Linked DNA regions of Sus scrofa: region 2 is linked to region 1. A link is a contact called in public HiChIP or PLAC-seq data. All regions are on one chromosome and are shown on one strand. Each heading gives the region's core, a stretch centred on a gene start, on an enhancer-like site or on the middle of the called end of the contact. The rest is flanking DNA. Distances are from core to core; before and after follow the strand shown.

Evidence for each region. HiChIP or PLAC-seq counts read pairs in DNA pulled down with a chosen protein or histone mark.
Region 2: an H3K27ac HiChIP or PLAC-seq map of alveolar macrophages shows a contact between it and region 1. The contact joins two enhancer-like sites.

What each region holds. Positions count from the first base shown.
Region 1 is chr7:91,356,942-91,362,588 of Sscrofa11.1, reverse strand. All of the region lies in intron 2 of ARG2 (arginase-2, mitochondrial), which reads right to left. It also overlaps the pseudogene LOC110261694. Among named protein-coding and RNA genes, the nearest start is that of ARG2, 16 kb to the right of the region's middle. Within about 2 kb of position 3,163, at least 15 of the 83 cell types and tissues checked have an H3K27ac peak or open chromatin away from gene starts, as enhancers often do. A contact at or near this core is called in alveolar macrophages, where this site is marked.
Region 2 is chr7:91,499,095-91,504,289 of Sscrofa11.1, reverse strand. It overlaps the pseudogene LOC110261621. Among named protein-coding and RNA genes, the nearest start is that of RDH12, 20 kb to the right of the region's middle. Within about 2 kb of position 2,624, at least 6 of the 83 cell types and tissues checked have an H3K27ac peak or open chromatin away from gene starts, as enhancers often do. A contact at or near this core is called in alveolar macrophages, where this site is marked.

The DNA.
Region 1 (5,647 bases), core at 1,914-4,413:
CATGTTGCTATGGCTGTGGTGTAGGCTGGCAGCTGTAGCTCCAATTTGACCCCTAGCCTGGGAAATTCCATATGCCACAGGTGCGTCCAAAGAAGACCAAAAAAATACGGAATAGAGAAAAAGATGCAGATAAGCTTAACTTTCCAGAACTTCACTGGAAGAGGGAAGCAATAAAGAAGTTCTCTGGCTTAAAAAGAATCTTTCAGTCTACTCTGGGGTAGCAAATTCTTAGAACCTTGAAGTTGTATCTGGAAAACCAGCTAAGTGAAAACAGAGTTATAATGTTACTATAAGTCTAAATTAGGAAAAGAATGCCAGAGTTACTTAATTCAGGCCATTTGAAGTAAGCAGAATTTCTCTTCTCCCCAAAATGTGGTTTGGGTAATAATCTTTGAAGAGACTGTTAGATAAAGTAAACTCATTTGGCTACCACCAATAAAATGCAGGAGTCTGAATTTTATTCAGTGCATTTAACTCCCAGAGGCCATACAACCTAAGAATCCCCTCTTTGCCTCCATAGACCCAGCCTCCAAAATACGTTTGGTGCTTTAGGGTAAGAAAAAAAATCATATGCAAGGATGCCTATTTGTTCATTTCTTCAGTCTCTCAGAAGACTGCTCCCACCAGCCCTCTTTTTTTTTTTAAAATTTAATTTTATTTTTTCCCCACTCTCATTTTATTTTTATTTATTTATTTATTTATTTGTCTTTTTGCCATTTCTTGGGCCGCTCCCGCAGCATATGGGAGGTTCCCAGGCTAGGGGTCTAATCAGAACTGTAGCCACCGGCCTACGCCAGAGCCACAGCAATGCGGGATCCGAACCGAGTCTGTGACCTACACCACAGCTCACGGCAACGCCGGATCGTTAACCCACTGAGCAAGGGCAGGGATTGAACCTGAAACTTCATGGTTCCTAATCGGATTCGTTAACCACTGCACCACGACGGGAACTCCCCACCAGCCCTCTTGACATCTCCTTCCTCCCCACTCTGTCCTCATGTTCACCAGGAGGCGTTCTCAGAGGCACTGAAGACCACAGCAGAGGAAAACCAGGGAGATGGGCAGTGGGGACTCAAAGACAGAAGGTGACCCTGGGCATCCAGGCCGGTCCTTCCAAGATGTCGATCTAACACACCAGAGTTAACCTCAAGATCAGCTGATACAGACATGGTGTTAATTGATGCCTCTGCATGAATGTGATCGTTGAGTACAAAATAAATAAATTAATTAATTAATTAATTAGAATAAAATAAATAAAACAAGCTCGAAAGTTTGGCTCAAGACATACAGCCAAGATGATTTGCAGTACTATTTATGTTTCCTGATAATTGGTTCTTCAGCTCCATCTGTACTTCTTACCAAGGAGAAGAGTGTATCATCTGCTGAAGGCAGGCTTGGTAATGGAAGCTCCTCTGAACCTAACTCATGTCAGCCCTCCAAGCGCCTCTAGACCAGGGTGAGCCAGCTCAGGCTTTCTCGTGCAGACTATCAGTTGACAGAACCCTGGCAGCCTGGTGCCAGCACAGGCAGGGAGAAGAGGAAGGTACCTTTGACTTCTTAAGTCACTGCAACACAGCCATTTTTCCTCATTCAGAACAAGACTGTTAAGCTTCTCTGAGAAAGAGACCCGCTGTTAACATGCTGACAAAACTTCAAGCTACTCTGGTTATCTAACCACAGGAAGAGAAAGTGACAGAAAATTCCTGGGGATAAAATACTGCTCTTCTGAATAAGTAATCTTTTTTCCTTTTTCCAGGTGTTTGTTTTTTTTGTTTGTTTGAGTTTTTTTTTGGTCACTTTTTTAGGGCCATACCCACGGCACATGAAGTTGCCAGGCTAGGGGTCAAATCAGAGCTGTAGCTGCTGACTTGTGCCGCAGCCATAGCAATGCCAGATCCGAGCTGCGTCTGCGACCTACAGCACAGCTCATGGCAACACCAAGATGCTTAACCCACTGAGCGAGGCCAGGGATCGAACCTGTGTCCTCATAGATATTAGCTGGATTCGTTACCACTGAGCCACAATGGGAACTCCCCTTTTTCAAGTTCTTGATGCTCCACTTTGGTCCAGAAAGGACTGAAAGGGAGACAGACACATCAAGCTAGTGACTACAGCTCTGCCAATGTACAGTCCAGATGTGTAGCTCGCTGCCCCAGACCTGGGCTACCATCCTGCTGAGGTTCCCGAAGAACCTCAGCAAGCCAGACAGACCACATTCCACACCACTCTGGGCTATGCACGAAAGATGAGCTGGCCACAGTGGGACAAGTGGCCACAACTGATGCAAAGGAAACAATCTCTGTCCTTTGGCCCCTAATGTGTCAGAAGCATCAAGATCTCCAAACAAGTTCGGTCTCTAAATTTGTCATTACAAGGATTAAGATTAGAGATAACAGGGAAAAGCCAACACATGCTAAGGGTTACGTTATTAGTGCAACTGGATGAGGCAGCTTTGTGGTTCTTCTCCGCACCCTACCCTTTTCCTTGCAACAGATGGTGTAATCTAGGACTTCCCATAACCTGTGTGTAATACGACTGTCACTTTGATAAGAGAAAGAGTTTTTTGGTGAGAAGTAGCAAACAAACATAGGCCCACTGATTTGTCACTGAAATGGCTCCTAATGAGTCCAGCTCTCGCCAAGTTTTCTACCTTCCCTGTAAAAGAATATAAAGGCACAACCAATGTCCCTTGGAATGCCAGTTCTCAAAAGAGATCTAACCACAATGCCACACCCTGCTGTGACTCAGTTCTTGGGCCACACAGGAAGATACTTTCTACTTCTTTTCCTTTTGTGTGGTTCCGGCCTCTTGGGGTGGAGGAGGGAGCCAAGGAGATGCTATCTTTCTTCTTTTCAAATCTTAGCATTACCACACCTACCAGAGGAATACAGCCTCACTACCAAGAGAGCTTGGTCATTAATAGAGAGGGACGAGTACCTTTACTCAAGAATCAAATTATTTAAACCAGTCTGTAATCCCTTAGATTCTAGACTTCTGAATGGTCCAATTTTTGAATATTAAAGGAACAAGACTGGCCTATTGGCCAGAGAGCCTGCAAGAGACAAGGGTTCTGCGTGCAGGTTAATGCGAGCCTCCACCGTAGCGTGAGCCCTGGGATGCACCTGCGGCACCTCCCAGCCCCTCCTGCTGGACACCCTCGGGGCCACCAGCGAGGCATAGCCACCCCACCCCCAAGAGGTGCTGCCTATCTCCCCCAACCAGCTCTGAGGTGACCTGCATCAAGAAAATTTCCACTGAAGGGAACATCACTGCAGGGAAGTCAACATTTGTGAATTACCTTAAACAAGTCTTCGAGGATTGAGAAGTATTTCCTAAACCTGTTGCCAGGTGGTGCAAAGTTCAGAATACTCAGGATGAATTTGAGGTATTATTTTTGCATCTCATCTGTATGAATCTGACTGCATGAATGAAACAGAATGGACCATTTATCAAGACTGGCATGACTGGATTAATAACCAGTTTGTTCAAAGTCTTGAACTGGATGGAATCATTTATCTTTGAGCCACTCCAGAGAAATGTTTGAATAGAATATATTTATGGGGAAGAAATGAAGAACAAGGCATTCCTCGTGAATACTTGGAGAAGCTTCACTATACGCATGAAAGCTGGTTCCTGCATAGAACACTAAAAACCAACTTTGATTATCTACAAGAAGTGCCTATCTTAATACTGGATGTTAATGAAAACTTTAAAGACAAACACAGCCATCTGGTTGAAAAGGTGAAAGAATTTTGAGCACTTTGTGATCTTTCTGAAGACTCCAGGCAGCCAAATGAGTCCAGATACTTCAGCTCTGTATATCTTTATAGCTCCATATTCCTACAAGACTCTCTAGAAAACCCAAGGTTTTTTTTAAACAATTTATCTTATAAGAATTTTTTTTGTCTTTTTTTTTTTTTTTTTTTTTTTTCCTTTTCTAGGGCTGCTTCCTGTGGCATTTGGAGGTTCCCAGGCTAGGGCTCAAATTGGAGCTGCAGCCACCAGACTACACCACAGCCACAGCAATGTGGGATCCGAGCTGTGTCTGCAACCTACACCACAGCTCACGGCAACGCCAGATCCTTAATCCACTGGGCAAGGCCAGGGATCGAACCTGCAACCTCATGGTTCCTAGTCGGATTCATTAACCACTGCTCCATGACGGGAACTCCAAGTTAAACAATTTAGATGCACTGATCTTTGAAAGAGAGACTTGGTTTCAAATCTGTAATTGCCATAAGTATATAAATAGTCTCATGATATTGTACAGGTTTGTTTTTGTTTGATATGAATGAATGTTTACAAAATTAAATGTTTCCTGAGTACATAAGAAGAAAAAAAAAAAAAGGAACAATGCCACCTCTGTCAGCCTTACTTGAAGTAGCCATCATTAGCTACTCAGGTCCTGGTTCAAAAACAAGTTTTGAAGAAGGAGGCAAAAACTGGCCATCATCACTTACCAACTTTTACCTGATTATCAACTGGTAGCCAAATGGTACCTTGTACAGCTATCAACTGGTAGCTTATAAGAGCTAAACAATTTGATCTATGACAGTTATTTGTTGAGTCATACATTTTTAAAGTTTTATTTTCATTTTGGCTGCGCCCATAGCATATGAAAGTTCCTGGGCCAGGGATTGAACCCACACACTAGCAACAACCCAAGCCACTAAAGTAACAATGCCAGATCCTTAACCCGCTTGCCAGAAGGGAACTCTGAGTCACACGTGTTGAAACTATGGGAAACCAAGTAGCTTCTGAGGAGCAAACTGTTTTGAGAGAAAGGAAATAGCGATCTGGAAAAATCCGTCAAGATATGAATGAAGTTCCAGGAGAAAGCTAGGATGCTCTGCCCTTTTCTCCCTTCAACAAAAGCCAACTGTGTGCCTGGAATTCACATCCCAGGCAGAAGACAGGCAGGGAAAGCACGGGCCGGTGCAAACTGCTCCGACAAAGCCGAGCACAGGGTGTGATGGGACCAGAGGAAGGCGCTGACTCAGACCCAGGATAAGCCAAGAGGACTTCTCCAAAGAGTCACTATCTGAATCGCGAAGGTTTTAGCCAGGACTAAAAGGAATGGGGAAAGCTTGCCAAGCAGAAGAGGCACACAGTACCTTCAGCCCTACAGGACAATGCCCAGTTCCCTCTGCCCTGAGTTCACTCGGGAAGGACTATGGAGAGAGGCAGCAGAGGGGGCAGGAGCCTAGATGCAGTAGGGAGCTACTAAGGTGCAAGTCAGAAGGTGACAGATCATATCGGCACTGGAGATCTAGTGATCTGGTGGCCTGCAGAAAATGGCCTGGCCTGAAGAGCAGCTCCCAGGGAGGCTGTAAAGACAAGGCAGTGGGAGAGAACGGACAAGATTCCAGCAATACTTCAAGGGATGTGGAGGAGAGGGAAAGGCTTTGCCCTCCAGCTTTCTGGCTCTGCTACCACCAGCAATGAGAAAGCATAGGGGAAGGGAGTGGAGCTGATGTAAGTTCAGTTCAGGATACGGTGGCATCCGGGTGTTAGAGACTTTTCTACTGATGACACTTGGGAACAAGCCAATGGCTCAGTTCCAGGCAGCATCCAGGGCTGAATACACCAACTTCTGACGGAAGTGTACACCACCAGCTATGAAGCAGAACTGCCAGGAAAATAACTG
Region 2 (5,195 bases), core at 1,375-3,874, 140 kb before region 1:
TTGTTTTTCAGCTGTGCCTATAGCATGCAGAATTTCCCAGGTCAGGGATTGAACCCATGCTGCAGTCGTGACAATACCAGATCCTTAACTACTAGGCCACAAGGGAACTCTAGTCGTGTACTTTTTAAAACCATATATTTCACAAAAATGCACAAGAAAATAGTAAATAGGATTTCCAGTTGTAGCACAGCGGAGACGAATCTGACTAGTAACCATGAGGTTGTGGGTTTAATCCCTGGCCTTGCTCAGTGGGTTAAGGATCCGGCGTTGCCGTGAGCTGTGGTGTAGGTCACAGACACATCTCAGATCCTGTGTGGCTATGGCTGTGGTGTAGGTCAGCAGCTGTAGCTCAGATTCAACCCCTAGCCTGGGGATCTCCATATGCCATGGGTGCAGCCCTAAAAAGAAAAGAGAGAGAGAGAGAGGAAGGAAGGAAGGAAGGAAGGAAGGAAGGAAGGAAGGAAGGAAGGAAGGAAGGAAGAAAAGTAAATATATTTAAGAATATGTGAAATATATTTAAGAACAGCTCTATTACTTAGTCCCTGGCACTCAGTTCTGACATAATACAACATGGTACCCTAGACTTCAGCTCCCTTAACTAACACTGTTTAAGCCCCAGGGAGGAGTTCCCGTTGTGGCGCAGTGGTTAACGAATCCAACTAGGAACCATGAGGTTTCGGGTTCAATCCCTGGCCTTGCTCACTAGGTTAAGGATCCAGCGTTACCGTGAGCTTTGGTGTAGGTTGCAGACGCGGCTCGGATCCTGTGTTGCTGTGGCTGTGGTGTAGACCGGTGGCTACAGCTCTGATTAGACCCCTAGCCTGGGAACTCCATATGCCATGGGAGCAGCCCTAGAAAAAGTAAAAAGATGAAAAAAAAAAAAAAGAGCCCCAGGGAAACACATCTTGACTCTGCATCCAAATGCTTTGAAAATGTGCACTTAGAGCTACTGCTTCTTAGTGCAGGGAGACTTTAAAGAGAAGAAGCAACTGAGGAAGAAAAAAGACAATTAAATTCTTAGCATGAGTGTAAGGGACACTTTCATTAAAATGGGTATCATTTTCAGTAGGGCTGAGTATCTATTTTCATGTCTCTTTTTCCCAATATGTGTTTGCAGCATGTGTACAATGGAAGCTAAATAATAATCAACTTACATTATTCTTTTTTTTTTTTTTTTTTTTTTTTTTTTTGTCTTTTTAGGGCTGCACCCAAGGCATATGGAGGTTCCCAGGCTAGGGGTCGAATCAGAGCTGTAGCTACCAGCCTAGACCACAGCCACAGCAACACCAGATCCAAGCGGTGTCTGCAACCTACACCACAGCTCATCATGGCAATGCTGGATCCATAACCCACCGAGCAAAGCCAGGGACCGAGCCCATGTCCTCATGGATACTAGTCAGATTGTTTCCACTGAGCCATGACAGGAACTTCTACATTACTTTTACATTGATAGACATTAGACATTTAGGTATAGCTGAAACATACTTAAAGCATGATATCTGTTGTTTACACTGGACACTAAACATTAAAATCGTGAATAGTTTTATTTTTATAAATATTCATAGAATTAATTGTTTTCAAGAACTAGAAAATTTTGCTTCATTTAAATAATTTGAATTTAAAATGTTGATATTCACAGCAATAATATATTTTGCCTTTTAATTTTCATAGAAAATTTAAATAATTTAGAAGAAAAATAGCCTAAGACATCTGAAAATGATTTTTTATTTCTCTCATTTAAATTTTTATGAAAATACATTTAAATTGCATATACTTTGAATACAAGTGTTTTGTGGGTTTTTTTAACCTTGCGTTAAATAGCTACTGCCATTAGAACACGAAATGTTGAACGATTATAACAAGATAGTTCATGATTTCATTGAAATGAAAGCCCCATGGAGCAGAGCCACCCTCCCACTCTCATGCCTGCTCTGGACCATGACATGAGCAAGGAATACACTTTTTTTGCATTAAGATACTAAAATTTAGCACCGTTTGTTACAGCAATTAATCTATTTCTCCTATCAGAACAAGTTGTACCTCATGTTCTATGATCTTATCAGTTGATTGTTTTGGCTAAGAGATATCATATATCCATATGTAGAAAAAATAGATGGTATATTTATAGGTAGATAGATACATAGATAGATCAATCAAAATTTGGATGAATACTTGTGGAGTTCCCGTTGAGGCTCAGTGGTTAACAAATCCGACTAGGAACCATGAGGTCGAGGGTTTGATCTCTGGCCTCACTCAGTGGGTTGGGGTTCTGGTGTTGCTGTGAGCTGTGGTGTAGGTCACAGACGTGGCTCAGATACTGAAAGGATGAAAATGCAGCCTAACCCTCCAAGACCCCAAGAAGGTAGTAAAGAGCCCTAACTCCAGCTTCCTAAAAAGCCCTAGATGCCCCCGAATTCCAGACCCTGCTCCCTGCCAGTAAATAGGTAAAAGGTCACACTTCTTGCTGTTCCAGGGCCTGCTCTCTGTATGAAACTAGGTGAAAGGACGTAAAATAGGCCCTTGAATGCGTGATCCTGACCTAAGTAAGATAACAGGAAATGAGCTGACTAATCGCTTATCTGGCTTCTGTAAAACTGCTTGCGCCATAGAAGAAATGATTACACATTGAAAGCCCTAGTGACCTATCTCAACTGCAATCTGTCACTCCGGCCAGGAGCCCGCGCAAATGCGGACCTCTGGAACTGTAGAAAAATGATTGGTCCACGGAGCGCATATTTTGATATGATTTGTCCACGAAGCGCGGGCTCTCGATGTTTTAAAATGATTGGTTTTCGAAGCGCGGGCTTTGTTGTGAACCCCATAAAAGCTGTCCCAATTCCGCACTCGGGGGCCGCAGTCCTCTACCCCTGCGTGGTGTATGACTGTGGGCCCCAGCGCGCTTGGAATAAAAATCCTCTTGCTGTTTGCATCAAGACCGCTTCTCGTGAGTGATTTGGGGTGTCGACTCTTCCGAGTCCAGACGAGGGGGATTTTCCTTCTACTGGCCTTTCAATACCACGTTGCTATTGTTCTGGTGTAGACTGGTGGCTACAGCTCTAATTAGACCCCTAGCCTGGGAACTTCCATATGCTGCTGGTTTGGCCCTAGAAAAGACAAAAAGCCAAAAAAAAAATTGGATGAATACTTGTGAAAGCATATCAGAACTATTCCGACTCTGTACTAGGATGTTAGATCACTTATCCCCGTGGATACTGAAATTAATGAAAGAGGACAGATCTTTGGGGTGGAGAAATATGTAATGAAACAAGTGTCAAAACGTCACTTTACAGCTAAAGAAATTGAAGGTGATGAAAGCAGGTCAGGAAGACATCTGACTTACATCAGCAGCAATGGTGGAAAAAAGTAGTTAAAATGATAAGACTATCAGCAATTATATCTGGCTCCACGTAGCACTATTGTGTCAGGACATAGACTTCAACAATAAGGACAGTTCCTTTTGTCAGGTAACAAGAAATCTCCAGGAAGAGCAGCTGCAGTCTTGGCTAATTCAGTGACTCATTACTTTATCATCTGTGAGCCAGGTTCGTTTTATCTTTGCCTCCACCATCTTCAGCATGCAAGCTTGGTCCAGCTCAGCTCCACTCAGGGCTCAAGATATTTGTGGTAGGGAGTTCCCATTATGGTGTAGCAGAAATAAATCTGACTAGTAACCATGAGGATACAGGTTCAATCCCTGGCCTTGCTCAGCGGGTTAAAAGGTCTGGTGTTGCCGTGAGCTGTGATGTAGGTCACAGATGCAGCTTGCACCCCGTGTTGCTGTGGCTGTGATATAGGCCAGCAGCTGTAGCTCCAATTGGCCCCCTAGCCTGGGAACCTCCATATGCCACAGGTGGGGCCCTAAGAAGCAAAAAAAAAAAAGAGAGAGAGAGAGATTTGTGGTAGATTCAGCTGTCACATTCATCCCTGGCAATGTCCAACAGTTCCATTTGGCCCTTTGCCATGCTTCCATCACTCCCCCATAGGTATTGATCCCAGGAATACTTCCATCTTGTAACTAAAGAGCCAACACACAAGGTAGATTGTCCAGGGCTTAGAGGCGTGGGGACGCACAGTACAGAATTGAGTTGGACAAGGACCACGTGGCAGCCTAGGTAACCTGTGGCAACTAGCCATCACTTAGCCTTTAGTTTCCTAGACCATTTTTAAGACTAAGAAATTGAAGCCAGTCTCAGTGGAGCCAACGGGAAAGATGTTTCTCATTTGGACAAGGCTAGCTAAGGGCCTCAGAGCACGACTGAAACCAAGGAGAGTGAAAGTAATGACCTGGGGCAGCTAGAGAGGCACCTAGGAGCAGAGAAATAGGAGGTGACTGTCCTTCCTGGGCCCTTTGCATCCACGACTTTGTCTCCGGTATATGGAGGATACTTCCAGGCAGGAAGCCGCATCCACGGCCCAAGTCAACTGGCATTTCGGAAAGTGGCCACTGTGGTCCATCTGATGAGCAGAGATGGGAAGATGGAATGTGACTCAGACACTGGATTCCCAGCATCAGTTGTGCTGAGCCAAGGTCTTTCCCTTGGGTGGTGGTTAACTTGGGGCAGGTCCCTTCTGGAAACATGATAAGAAGCCAAGGCTGGTACTTGTTCCTTGCCCGGGCTGAACAGACGAGATGACATTTTTGGTGCTGGGCAGGGAGCTATGCAGGGGCAAGAGAAGCCTGAGCACCAGATGATTCCAAAAGGGCAGTTAGTGCTGAGGGAGGCTTCTCATGGGAGCTCCTGAAGGCCATGAGCAGTGATGGAGTCTGGAATCTGAACAAGGCAATGACTGTTGCTGAATATTCTGAATATACCAACAACACGTGAAATCAATTACCCACACCTCCCTTTTTTGTTTTTGCATTCTTCTCAGTTCTCCTCTAGTTGGCATTGCTACTGTTCGGTATCAATGCATCCAACAATTTGGAGAGGAAACTTCCTATTTGGAATACTTTTCCTGGGCCAAATAATACTTCACAGACTTCTGTCAATGAGAAGCAGTGTGGCCTTGGGGTCAAGAGTTATCACCCCAGGCTGTACCACTTGGAGCTGGCCGAGCTGTGCTACTTGCTGGGGATGGCAGAAAGGGTGAGTGCCTCAAGTAGAGCCATTCTTCAGGAAATAAGGGCATCTATGTGATGGAAGTTATGATTAAGGAAGTAGAATTGGGGCCATTTCTGTGTTTTCCAGAAACCA